Linked DNA regions of Gasterosteus aculeatus: region 2 is linked to region 1. Evidence: chromatin contacts called from public Hi-C data. All regions are on one chromosome and are shown on one strand. The core of a region is the stretch at or near the end of the contact, and the rest is flanking DNA. Distances in the headings are between cores, read along the strand shown. Region 1 overlaps vps13b (vacuolar protein sorting 13 homolog B). Region 2 holds the start of osr2 (odd-skipped related transciption factor 2).

The links. A called contact is a pair of places that touch in the nucleus more often than the background predicts.
Region 2: a Hi-C map of tail fin shows a contact between it and region 1, with 2.8 times the contacts expected there. The contact joins the promoter of osr2 here to the enhancer-like site in region 1. A contact is called at or near these places in 4 of 6 Hi-C or Micro-C datasets (skeletal muscle, tail fin and whole body).

Annotation. Positions count from the first base shown.
Region 1 is chr20:19,165,963-19,171,719 of fGasAcu3.hap1.1, reverse strand. All of the region lies in intron 19 of vps13b (vacuolar protein sorting 13 homolog B), which reads left to right. Among protein-coding and RNA genes, the nearest start is that of LOC144389804, 19 kb to the right of the region's middle. Within about 2 kb of position 3,214, at least 1 of the 9 cell types and tissues checked has open chromatin away from gene starts, as enhancers often do.
Region 2 is chr20:19,265,893-19,271,649 of fGasAcu3.hap1.1, reverse strand. osr2 (odd-skipped related transciption factor 2) reads left to right here and starts at 3,513. Exons shown (of 4, transcript XM_040166382.2): 1 at 3,513-3,819; 2 at 5,464-5,757. The coding sequence starts at 5,501.

The sequences.
Region 1 (5,757 bases), core at 1,965-4,464:
CAGATCTGGATGGTCCCATCCAAGGGAAGGCTATAGTGACAGAGGCTCTGGCCCAGAGAGAGTTATGATGTCTCTGGTGAGGAGAGCATCCTGCTCCCTTGGCCCCTTTAGCCTCTCCTGGTAACCCGAGCCCGAGTGTTTCTGACGGCCTTGTGACTGGTCATCTTCAACCCCAACTCAACTTTTATTGCCACTTGTCATTCCTCAACTCTGAGCACTACTTATTTTTTTCTTCTCCCTGTCTTTCTTCTTACTTTTCCGCCCTTCTCTCCCTCCTCTATTACGCAAAGTGACACTTGCTAATTTGTACCTCCTCCACCTCTATTTACGTTCCCTAACCTCGTGCCTTCCCGCTAACCTGTGTTTCCAACGTATCCGTCACTCCGGCCTTATCGGCAGCATCGGCATTCTGGGGTTACTGACACCCTTTGCTTATCCGGGATTTCCCTTATTTTCACAGGAAGAGAAATAATAGGGCCAAAAAAAGAGCTCACCCCCAAACCAAAAGGTTGTGATTAAGTCGTGACTCATAAACACATTTTTGTCCATCCAGATCTCTATGAGATCAGACACGGAGGGGGATGGAAACCGACCTCGTAACACACTCATTACTGAAATTAATAAGGAAAACATTTTACCCTGAAACCTGACCCGGTGTTTTGAGAGCTGTGGCTAATGTGTCCGTACCCGCAGTGTGTGTTCGCTTTATCAGCTTTCAGACTGCACAAGCTGTCTGGGTTAGGAAGGGTTAGACACCCTGCCTAGAGGGGCTACATCCTCGCTTCTGTGAGGACTTTTATAGCCAGGGACCAGGACTCCCCGGTGAGGGTCCATGGTTCTCTGGTCCGCCTGTGAAAGAGAGCCGAGGCCTCTGACGTGGGCCTCATACAGCTTAAATGTGGTTAAATATGTGTCCAAAGGGGCGCTGCAGGCCAGTGTTTGGATATCATATCCGTTTTTTTGTTTTTTTTTGCATGTTCTGTTGGTTGATATGAAGCTATGGGTTGAACAAGGGCTCTGGCATCAAGATCAAGCGTTTTCTGTCCTCCTGGAGGGGGGTGCATAAAAGCCCCTAAGTCAGGAGGAATACTGCCCAGTAACCAGCAGGCAGCTAATTTATCTGATTGAAGGTGAGATGAAAGCAGGGGGGTGCACTTAAAGCCCCCGCTGTTGTGTGCCTGTCTGTGTGTGCGTGTGTGAATGCATGAAGAATGGAAAGTGTGTATTTTGTACCCATCAGTATGTTAAACTGCTGCAGATGGTAAGAGTTTCTGCTGTGCTCCCGTTGGTCAGTAGCACCTGGGGGCTCCCAACATGCATTCATGGCTCCACTAAGGTTGGTGGTGTGCCTTATTGTGAGGCTGTGATTTATACTGCGACACATTGCCCACTGGTGTTTTGCAAGGGCATCTACTACTAACTAACTAAGGATCGCAAGGCAGCGAGAGATCTGAATGTGGATATTGGATCTAGGATCACGTGAAACGGGAATGGGGCCTGCTAGAACCACTCAAAATAAACAGATTTGATCTGAACTGACTTGTACTAGTAATTTAGGAGCATTCGTCAATTCGCTCATTTTGATTTTTTTTTATCACAATTTCTGTGTGGTCCAGACTGGTCCGAGGGATCATAAGCAACTAGTCCACTAAAGCAGTTAATGTAGCCTAACAATTAAATTGAAGACTTTCCTTAGGTAAAAGACACATGGGGCAGGATATCTATGCATTACTGGGGTTGTTTATGCCTTAAACTTCTGATTTACACAGTTATGTGAGGTGGCATGAAGTCTAGTGACTTCAATGTAATCTTTGTGATTCTACCCCCATTTTGGAAAAGACTTTCATCTGCCTTGAGACCTCATGGCATCCAAACTATCATAGTATACTGACACAACATCGTAAAAACATAGTGAATTAGCATGACAACGGATGAGCATGGTGGGGTGGGGGGTGCTGTTGCAGACAGCAGAGGAGAGGAAGCCGTGTCAGCTGATTGACTGCTGAATAAGTCTGCTCTGTTTTAAAGTGTCACAGTGAGGCCTGGTTACAGGCAGAGGATCTCTTGCCAGGTGCACACACTAAATCCAGAGTGCTCCTCCACCCAGGGTGATGGATGACTTGCTCTACATGTGTGGTGGTGTTCTGCATGCAGTAGGCCAGAATGCATGGGAGGGCTGTTGCCTAATCCAGAGAACTCAGTCAATAACACCGATGAGATCAGGGTAATAAAGTTTCAGGAAACACAGATTCAACATCAGTATGCATGGTGTAATCCCATTCTTAATTTGATTGTTCTTTATTTGATGTATTTATAAATTGCCTCGCGTCAACACGTATTTCGGTCCACAATACTGTTTGAAGATTGTAAGGCAAACAGCACCTCCGGTAGATTCATTGTAAATCCATTTGGTGGACTAACCGTCAGTTGACCCCCACCCTGGTCCATGTTACAGTGCAGCATAAGTTAGAATTATTACCCTCTTTTAGGATCAATTTAAGGGTTTTGCTCTTTTATATCAGCACATTGATCTAATTCTCATTTTTCCCTCTGATTAATCGCCATGTTTTGTCACTGCGCCGCTGTCCTTTCGGTAAACTTTGCATACTTTTTGCATGGCGTCTCTTCACCACTTGTCGCAAATCATTGAAATTCAAAAGAAAAGTCTCAGTATTGGCACATGCCGGCGTGTTCTGTTGTGGTGAAAGTCTTGGCGCAGAAAAACCATTGTGCATTTGGTGCATGTGTTTTTGTTGTTTCTTGTTAAGTTGTCCAACATTACAGGATCATTGAATCACCCTCACCCTTTTAACCTCCGTCAGTGTGTGACAGACAGACTCCTGGGCCCTAAAGAGGCGAGGCAGTAAAGCAACGTGAGACTATGCTGAGACTGGAAGGTCTCTGTACTGAACTAATAAACCCAGCTAAGCTGTAAGCCGTCTGATGGCCAACACTCTCCCACCACCTCTGCCACCTCCGACGTGTTGGCGACGGCGTTTCAGCGCCGCTGCTCCTGGATCCCTCTTAGCCTCTGGGCCAGTCAGTCAGTCGCCCTGTCAGTCCAATCCGCCCAGTCCATCAGTTTGGTCTAAGAGGCTCTTTAATGCGGTTGATTAACGTGTCAAAGGTCGAACAGTCGTGCTTTTCCACAATGTGTAAAGGGGGGGAGGGTGAGGTGGGACTACAGAGTGGACGGGTAGGGTGACAGAGTGATAAGAAGCAGACTGGGAGGGTTAGGGGGGACCTTATCACTAAGTCACATGGTGGATTTATGGTTCAGGCGAACTGGGGAGTTCCTTAAAGCGCTGTGTCAAGTCCTAGAGGAACCTCTAATGGTGTAGACCAGGACCAACAGACCTCAGATTACCTTATGTATTGCCTTCATCTAGGTATTAATAGGCCTTCTCCGTCACACGTTCTACGTTAAATCTTACAAAACTCTTTTCCCCATTACTTTTGAAATTAATTGATCCGCCATAACATAATAAATTAATTTATCATCACAGCTTATTTTATCAACCTTTCTGTCATCTGTTTATTTCAATATTTCCCCGTCCATTTTTTCTAGTAATAAATGTAATTACTGATAAATCAAGTAAAGACCAAACATATTGGATTGTTGGAATCATAGCAATGCCTCTCAGTGAAAAGTCCCAAGCACGTTAGAACAAAATGAGGCCATTATGCATTGTAAAATGAAGATGAGTAATTGACAGGCTAGTAACAAAAGGAGAGGTGTAGTAAAATAAAGGAGTATGTGTTAGCAAGCACTTACATAGGCACATAGGTGGCTCTATCCTCACTTATAAAAGGGATGTTTGATGACGGCTTGGTGTGACACTTCCCAGTCCTCTAGCCTTGTAACCCTCTAACCTCTGATGGTCTGTCATTCTAGCCCCCTGCAGTGACAAGCTTACACTGCTGTTCACACCTCTTATCAGCCTCCAGTCTTTCTCTGCTATCAGAGACCTTTCCAGGAGCTTCCTCTGTAGACCAGAGGGACCACAGAGCCTGGAGCCAGAGGTACACGCAGTGTAAAAGAGTGGCTTATCTGTAAATTTACAACCATCAATTATAATCCATGCATTGATCTATTGTTTTAGAATCCAGTGTCACCACGATACGCCTGCCTAAATCCAGCGTGATCTAGTGTAATCTGTGCGGATCTTGTTGTAAGGAAGGTGCCTTACCGTGACACCCAGCAGATCTGCCGGCTCACAGCAGGCGGTTGGGGTGAAGGTGTGGGCCGCATCAGCCTGATGGAGAGCTACTGAGGGTCACTCTGGAGACAACCCCCTACCCTCGTTCTAGGTGTGAACACCAGGTCAGCCGTGGCAAGGGAGGGAAAGAACAGCATGGAGCAGCAGGGTGCTGGAGACGGCTGTCAGACATGCAGACAACACGGTGACGTGGTCTCACTCCATCGGCCGGTGGACACTCAGGATGACGGAGCACAGCTTCACGCCAGCTCACCTCTAGTACGTATTGGTTGAGAGGTTGTCTGATACATTTCAATTGGAACCTCCTTCAATGTAATGCAGTCCAGCTCAACACCAACACAATGGATTTAATGGGGGGAAGCTTTTCACTTTTTTTTACAGATAAAAATACATGAAGGTTCAAACTGGACGGTGTCCCGTACTGGTACAGAGATGTGCCGTGATTCTGCCGTGAGTTTACTACGGGGGCATCAGGGCAGACAAGCAGGCCGAGGCTGAGACTACCAGAATATCGCACATAGGCACCGAGGATTGAACGGGTGTCGTGGCTGAGATGGCATGAGCAGGAGCGGAGTGTTTGCAAGAAAAGCACACAGGCGGTAAACAGGGTGGAACAAGGATATCTATGTTGTAGAATAGGAAACTAGACTTTTAAGTGTCCCATTAACACTTTTTCCATTAATGTCCCCTAGAAATATTCAGATTCAACGTTGCTATTTGTTTTTCTTTTGTGTAAAAAGCCAGGCAGTCTTATGGGGGTGGAAGCATTCCACAGATTAAGATATAAGAGGAGCTGTGGGACCGTCCAGGAGGTCGTGTAAAAATTGCAGTCTTGAGAGCAATTCTAGCCGGCAGCTTAGCAGTAACATCTCCAGGCCTGTTTGAGAAACGGGTGACTGCAGAGACACCGGGGCGCCTCCTCTGGGACCTGTGGCTTCACTGGGACAGCTCTCTGTTGTTTGTGTGTGAGCACATCTGTGTTTCAGCCGTTCAAAGGACAGCGCTAATATTTTTAGTGCACTATCAAAATGATCATTACATTGTTTGGTTTGCTGGGATGTTGGACTCCAGTCAAGAAGTGGAAAGGTCAGAGTTCTGTTAACTCTAGGGTTATTTGACATTTAGATCCTGCTTCCCATTTCAAGTGAAGCCTCCAGGTGGGAGTTCGTTGGGTGGTCTTTAAAAAGGACTTTTTAAGCAGCTTTCTTTTGTTTGACAGTCAGTGGGCCTTAATCTTTAGTGTTATTTCCTGCTCTCTCTACAGTTGTTTATGTGCCATTACCATCCTAAACTATTTTCAGACATCGCTCACATTACTTTGAGCTTGTTTCCTTTTCCTCTCTCCCTCTCTCCCACTCTCTTCCTCCCTACTTTGACTATTCTCTCCTTCACCCAAACTGCTCTCTCCTTTAGCCTCCACCCCGTAGTCCCAGTCCTCTTCTTGCTCCTCCATTAGGTCTTAAAGAGAAGCCTCTGACCTTTTCCAGGTCCTTGTTACATCACTGCCCCCTTGTGGTGGAATACCGCCCCCCCCCTG
Region 2 (5,757 bases), core at 2,264-4,763, 100 kb before region 1:
GAAAAATACTTGATGGACATTTTAGATTAACTTGTTAAAACTTACAAAAATGATGGTGAAACAAAGGAACCAAACTCCTTCTGTAAAAAGACACATTTAACAAGATACAAATTGTTTCATCCTGACAGTGTTCATCAGTGTTCAGGTTTTTTGTGATGGTATACGTCACTGCACAATAGAGACTACCTATTATCTATCATTCTGGTATTTGTATTATATGTTTTGCTTACTAGCCTGTAAGACCTCACTAGACTAATTGTTTAGTGCTTATTGTATCTGAAAAAATGTATTAATGACAGACGTTCACCCTCAAACAACAACAACCATGAGGCAATAGAAAAAAAGACCTCCTTTTCTCAAGAAGTGCACAATTTCATGTAAAACGGTGTAACGTGGAGGAAAATGTGACTCTATGGGGGTCTCTGGGTGAAGAAGAAAAAAGCCATCCTGAGAGCTGCTGCAGAGGCAGGATGACTGAGAGTGTAGGTGGGGATGTGGGGGCTCTGAAAACCACAGTAGGTAGGTAAGAGTGACAGGTTCTCTTTGTATGGACCTGACATCCTGTCTTTCAACATGCACACAGACCCAGGCACACTCCAGAACAGCTTCCTGTCAAGGACTGGCTGCATGTGAGTATTACAGAGGTAAGGAGCAGCATTAGAAAGCAAGATGGCCTGGGATAACTGAAGGACAGGGTGATGGTCAATTATGGCATAAGGGAGCCATGAGCTGAGAATACAATTGGAATACTTAATACATAAATAATACATAAAATATAGAAATACATAAAGTATCTGTTTATTTAATTTTCCCTTTAATTGGACGTCATTTCAGAAGCTGAAGAATTAAACAAATCACAAATCAAGCTTTCTCCAATATTAATAAAGAAAGCCTGACAACCCAAATATATAGAAATACATGTTTAAAACCTCTATTACATCAGACGAGTGCATAATGCATATCAATAACTATTTACTAATAATTTGTACTTGCACAAGTGATCTATTTGTTTATTAATAATTCGTGCTGCTCTGCCTCTCGGTGTGTCGGCCATTACAGGCTTGGCAGCTGCGCCGAGCGGCAGCACTGATCCTCCGCTGGTGGGGGTCGGGTTATCTCAGAGAATGATGGCGGCTGCAGGGGGACTCGGGGCAGGGCCAAGGGGCAAGGCACTAACCCACTACAGAGAATACAATACTCCTCTGGCACTCACTGGTGTAGCCGTAGGGGGGGAAAGCTGCATTCGAGGCCACATGTAATAGTTCGGGAACGCTGGACGGCATTAAATTAATCTCTGTTCCTATGTCATATTTAACTGTAATATTATTAGACAAAATAAAAGCACAAAAGACACCACAGTGAATGTACAAATGCATTAATACAAATAATACAATCAAATGTGTACGGAGAATAACAAAACAGTAAAGTAAATCTGAGTACCGTCTTGATTTATGCAACTTTAAACTTTAAACTAAATACAAAAAAACTCACTTTTACAGGAAGTCGGTATTTCATGGGGACATATTTGTAAGAAAATGCATTTCGACTCTCTATATTGTTGATAAATTTGAATTAATTGTAGTGCAGTATTGATTGTAGCATTTAAAGAGCAGTCTTAATTATACTTAAATGTGAATTAATGGCCTCTTTCCAAGGACAAAAACAAAATGAACATAATAAAACAACGTTATACATTTTTGTGAAAAGAATACGTTGGAAAATGTCCACGACTATCATGTAAAAGTGTGGGGTTAATGTTTCTTCTAATCCGTCGCAGTGTTTTGACAGTGAAGACGTGAGGCCCGCGTGATATGAAACCTAACGAAAAAACCACAAGCGTGTCGGCTGCTGAACATTCTGCAGCTCTTAAGAAAACGACAATCAGGCTGCACGAGCTCCTGAAACATGGATTATCCGAAGCCTCTATATTTGTTGTCTCTCATGTAACGAACGGAAATAATCATTATTAATGATAATGCTTTAAATACCCATATAAAGAGATCAGCAACTCCATTCATGCGTTGCTGTAATTAAATAATTGTATTGTTTTTCGACTGGTGGGGTGATTTATTTTTATCTTTAATATTGAATATTTCTAAGAGCACGAATGGCGAGGTGAGGTTTCATCAAAGCGTGTTTTAGCGATCTTGCCTGAAAACATGAAGATGTACTGACAGTCAGAGCTTCAGTGAAGCCGCAAACTGCGTAGAGTTTAGCGGTACTTCCAATAGGCGGCGCTGCAGACCAGGTCTGAGCAGTGGAGGCCAGCGCTGCAGCAACGGTCCTGCTGTGAACATGGCAAAACGACACATTACTTTTCAAACTGGACTTCTGCATATTACTTACGTCTTAATATTATTTTTAAAAATGATAGAGAGAAAGGTTTAAAAACAAGATTCAATTATTCAACATTGATTCTGCATTTTGACGTTTCACTAAATCTAGTACACTTTTCTATACTTGACTTAAACTCGTAAAAAGATTTATTTAAATTTTCGGTGAATTTTCTGGTGGTTTTCATAGAAAACAAAAAAACCTGTGTAGCGTGCTGGTGATGCATTTGCGTGTGTGTGTGTGTGTGTGTGTGTGTGTGTGTGTGTGTGTGTGTGTGTGTGTGTGTGTGTGTGTGTGGTGTGTGTGTTCGTGCGTGCGTGCGTGTGCATATGAGTGGATCCATGAGGGATCATCATTATTATTATCATTATTATTATTTTGCATATGGCCAGACCAAGGCCACCAACCATTTGATTAAATGGCAGCATGATTAACATGACATACTATCTTCAATATGTTGTTATTTAAATTATCGAAATATATGAAATATGAAAGAATGACAGAACTGTTATTACTGCGTTTGGACAAAGGAGAGTTGTGTTTCAGGCCAATCCTATATATAGTCCCGCAACATATTGCAGAATATTTCAATGCACACAATACATCAAATATTTAAAAAAAAAACGTTATGTAATTTTAATGGAGAACATAAATGAATAATTGTGTAGCAAGAATCCTTTTTAAATGAGTGCCGTTCACGTGACAAAATAAAGAATGTATAAAAGAAGAAAAAACACAAGTGACCATGACTGCTTCGCGCTGTTGCGGATCTTGGGGTCAATGTACAGTGTGATGAATATTTTAACCTCATCACAAAGAAATAAAACGACTTCATGTGGTGGCTCTTTGGTGGCACTGTATTCCCGCAAATTAAGTGTGTAGTTTTAATAAATGGAAAAACATTGTAAACGGCATCCAGACACATTTCAGAGTTAGAAGAGGGGGTGAAAGAGGGATGACCATCTCCAAAAGACGGTCTCAGCCTTGACTGAAAGGTCTGTGAGAGGTGTCAGAGGAGGCAGGTTGAACAAAACACACTTCTCTACAATGGTCTTCAGACATAGTTGCTATCCAAACACAAATAAACAGAGGAGGAACATCGGAGTTAATGATAGAGGGGGGTGGAGGCGTGTCGGAGGGCGGGCTAAACACACCAGAGCCCCGGAGCCCTGAAAAGTGCAGGACCGGTGCGCATTACACACACTTCCAGCCCCAGCTCCGGACAGAGACACCCGCGCTGCCGCTGCTGCTGCCGCCAGCAAACTCCTCCAAACTTCTTCGCCCCCTTTTTGTCCCACAACTTCTCCCGACTCATCAGATCTGCGCTAAGGTCCGAGACTTCCCGGCTGTCTGCATGGCTACGTGAAAGTTTCATGGACTTGGAACTTGGAAAACCTTTCGCGGCGTTCTATTGGAGCTCTCCGCCACTATAGTTACTGTGGATTACTGACATAACGTGAGGACCTTTGGCAGAGTTTTGTTGGGGTAAGATTCCGTCTGTCCGGGTATTTTGTCAGCCCGATGTAGGGAACCGACACCACTCTGCTCAACTCAGCTCACTTGTTAGAAACTTTTCATCCAAAGGAAACTTACTGTTGCATGAACCAAATAGATCCGACAGTCGGTAAAATGTCCAAGACTGACTGATACTCAGTTATTAGAGACGATTGTTGGTTTGCGATGATCAACACCTTGGGGTGACAGCTCTCTATCCCAATGGGCCAAACATTGCCGAAACAAGTCTCTAGACTTTGGTTATGTTTACTTTGATGAAAGCAAAAAAAAAACTTGACAAGCACTCCGATAACACGACATGGCATTTATGCTGCTGTCAGAGTATAACATTAAGTCCAAAGGTTATTGAGAGGAAGAACAGGTCGGATAAAGTTACACACGTGGGCAAAGAACAACAAGTGGCTGCGCGGTGACTGGTGTTGCACCTGTGCAAACTTCAATTAAAACTGCCCCGTCTTTGAAAAGAGGAAAGCGAGGTGGAAAGAACTTCATAAGATGTGTGTAACAACTCTAAGCGACCTGACCCGAGCATGCGATCAGCCCTCCGGCTGCCGTGTCCCGCAGGACTCTCCCATCTGCAAGACAATCATGTCCAAACTCCCGCAGGTTTCAGACTCGGGAACGTGACGATTAGATTCGGGTGGAAAACATGTAGAACAAATGATCCAAACAGAATACGCAGGGTTTTATTTAATTTCGACCAAATCTAAAGGTCAGCGTGGGGCCTCGACTTACACGGTTTTCCTTTTCCCCTGTGTTGGAAAAGACAACTTGTCACCGCCGCATACATGGAACCGGGCCACCGTGGCTGTTGTTCTTTCGTAATGCACACTTCACCTTATTTGTCCGACATGTGGAGGAGACGCTTAGCTCCGCCGCCACAGGTCCACCATGAGCAGAAACACCTTAATTCAAAAACATGCCGTATGAAATCAAATAGTCCTAAAACGAGCTACATATCAGGCCTGCCAGATGAACTGGCTGCAGTCCCGCGAGCACGCAAATAAAAAGCACATGCACACAAAGTCACAATTAAAGTAGCATTCTTGTGGGTAATATTAGGCAGGATTTGTTTCGCGTTTCGCTCTAACCTGAGCGCGCATTTGACATACTCTTGGAACATTTAAAAATTCCTACAAATCCAGAGGTCACTTGTATTTCAGCGGTGTGAAACAACAGCTACAACCGTCAAAAACAACAACTTGTCTTCTCTAATTGCTTCGCCCGAACTTCATTCGGAGCGATCGGTGCCGAATCAAACATTCGCACCCACCCTTTTGAATTACAATTTTGATAGATTTTGTTTTTAAAAAGATGTAGCCTATAAATATAATATTGCTCATCTCTGCTTTTAAGCGTTTCTATTTACGCTCATGCGTTAGATACGTGTTTATATTCTCGCTGTGGTTCTACTTGTGTCGAACACGAAAAAAAAGTTGTTATGAAATTTAAATAATTGGAGGTCGTGAAATAAATATTAGAAATAAATTTGATCATGTATGTTAAGAAGAAAAATGGGTAAGAATAATGCATTTTTGTATTTAGTCTACCGTTTGTTTTATAGTAATATCATTGTAACGGGACATTAACGCTCAACACATTTTTCTCCCCCAGGGCTATCACCGTGTCTTCTGCAGAGGTCTGAGCCGAGATGGGGAGCAAAGCCCTGCACGCTCCGATCCCCCTGCACCCGGCCCTGCAGCTCACAAACTACTCTTTCCTGCAGGCCGTCAACACTTTCCCCGCTGACCAGCTGCAGGGCCTTTACGGCCTCAGTGCCGTGCAGACCATGCACATGAACCACTGGACTCTTGGTTACCCGCACATCCAAGGACTGAGGTCTACGATCACGGAGATGGCAGCCGCCCAGGGTCTGGTGGACCCAAGGATTCCCTTCCCGGCGTTGCC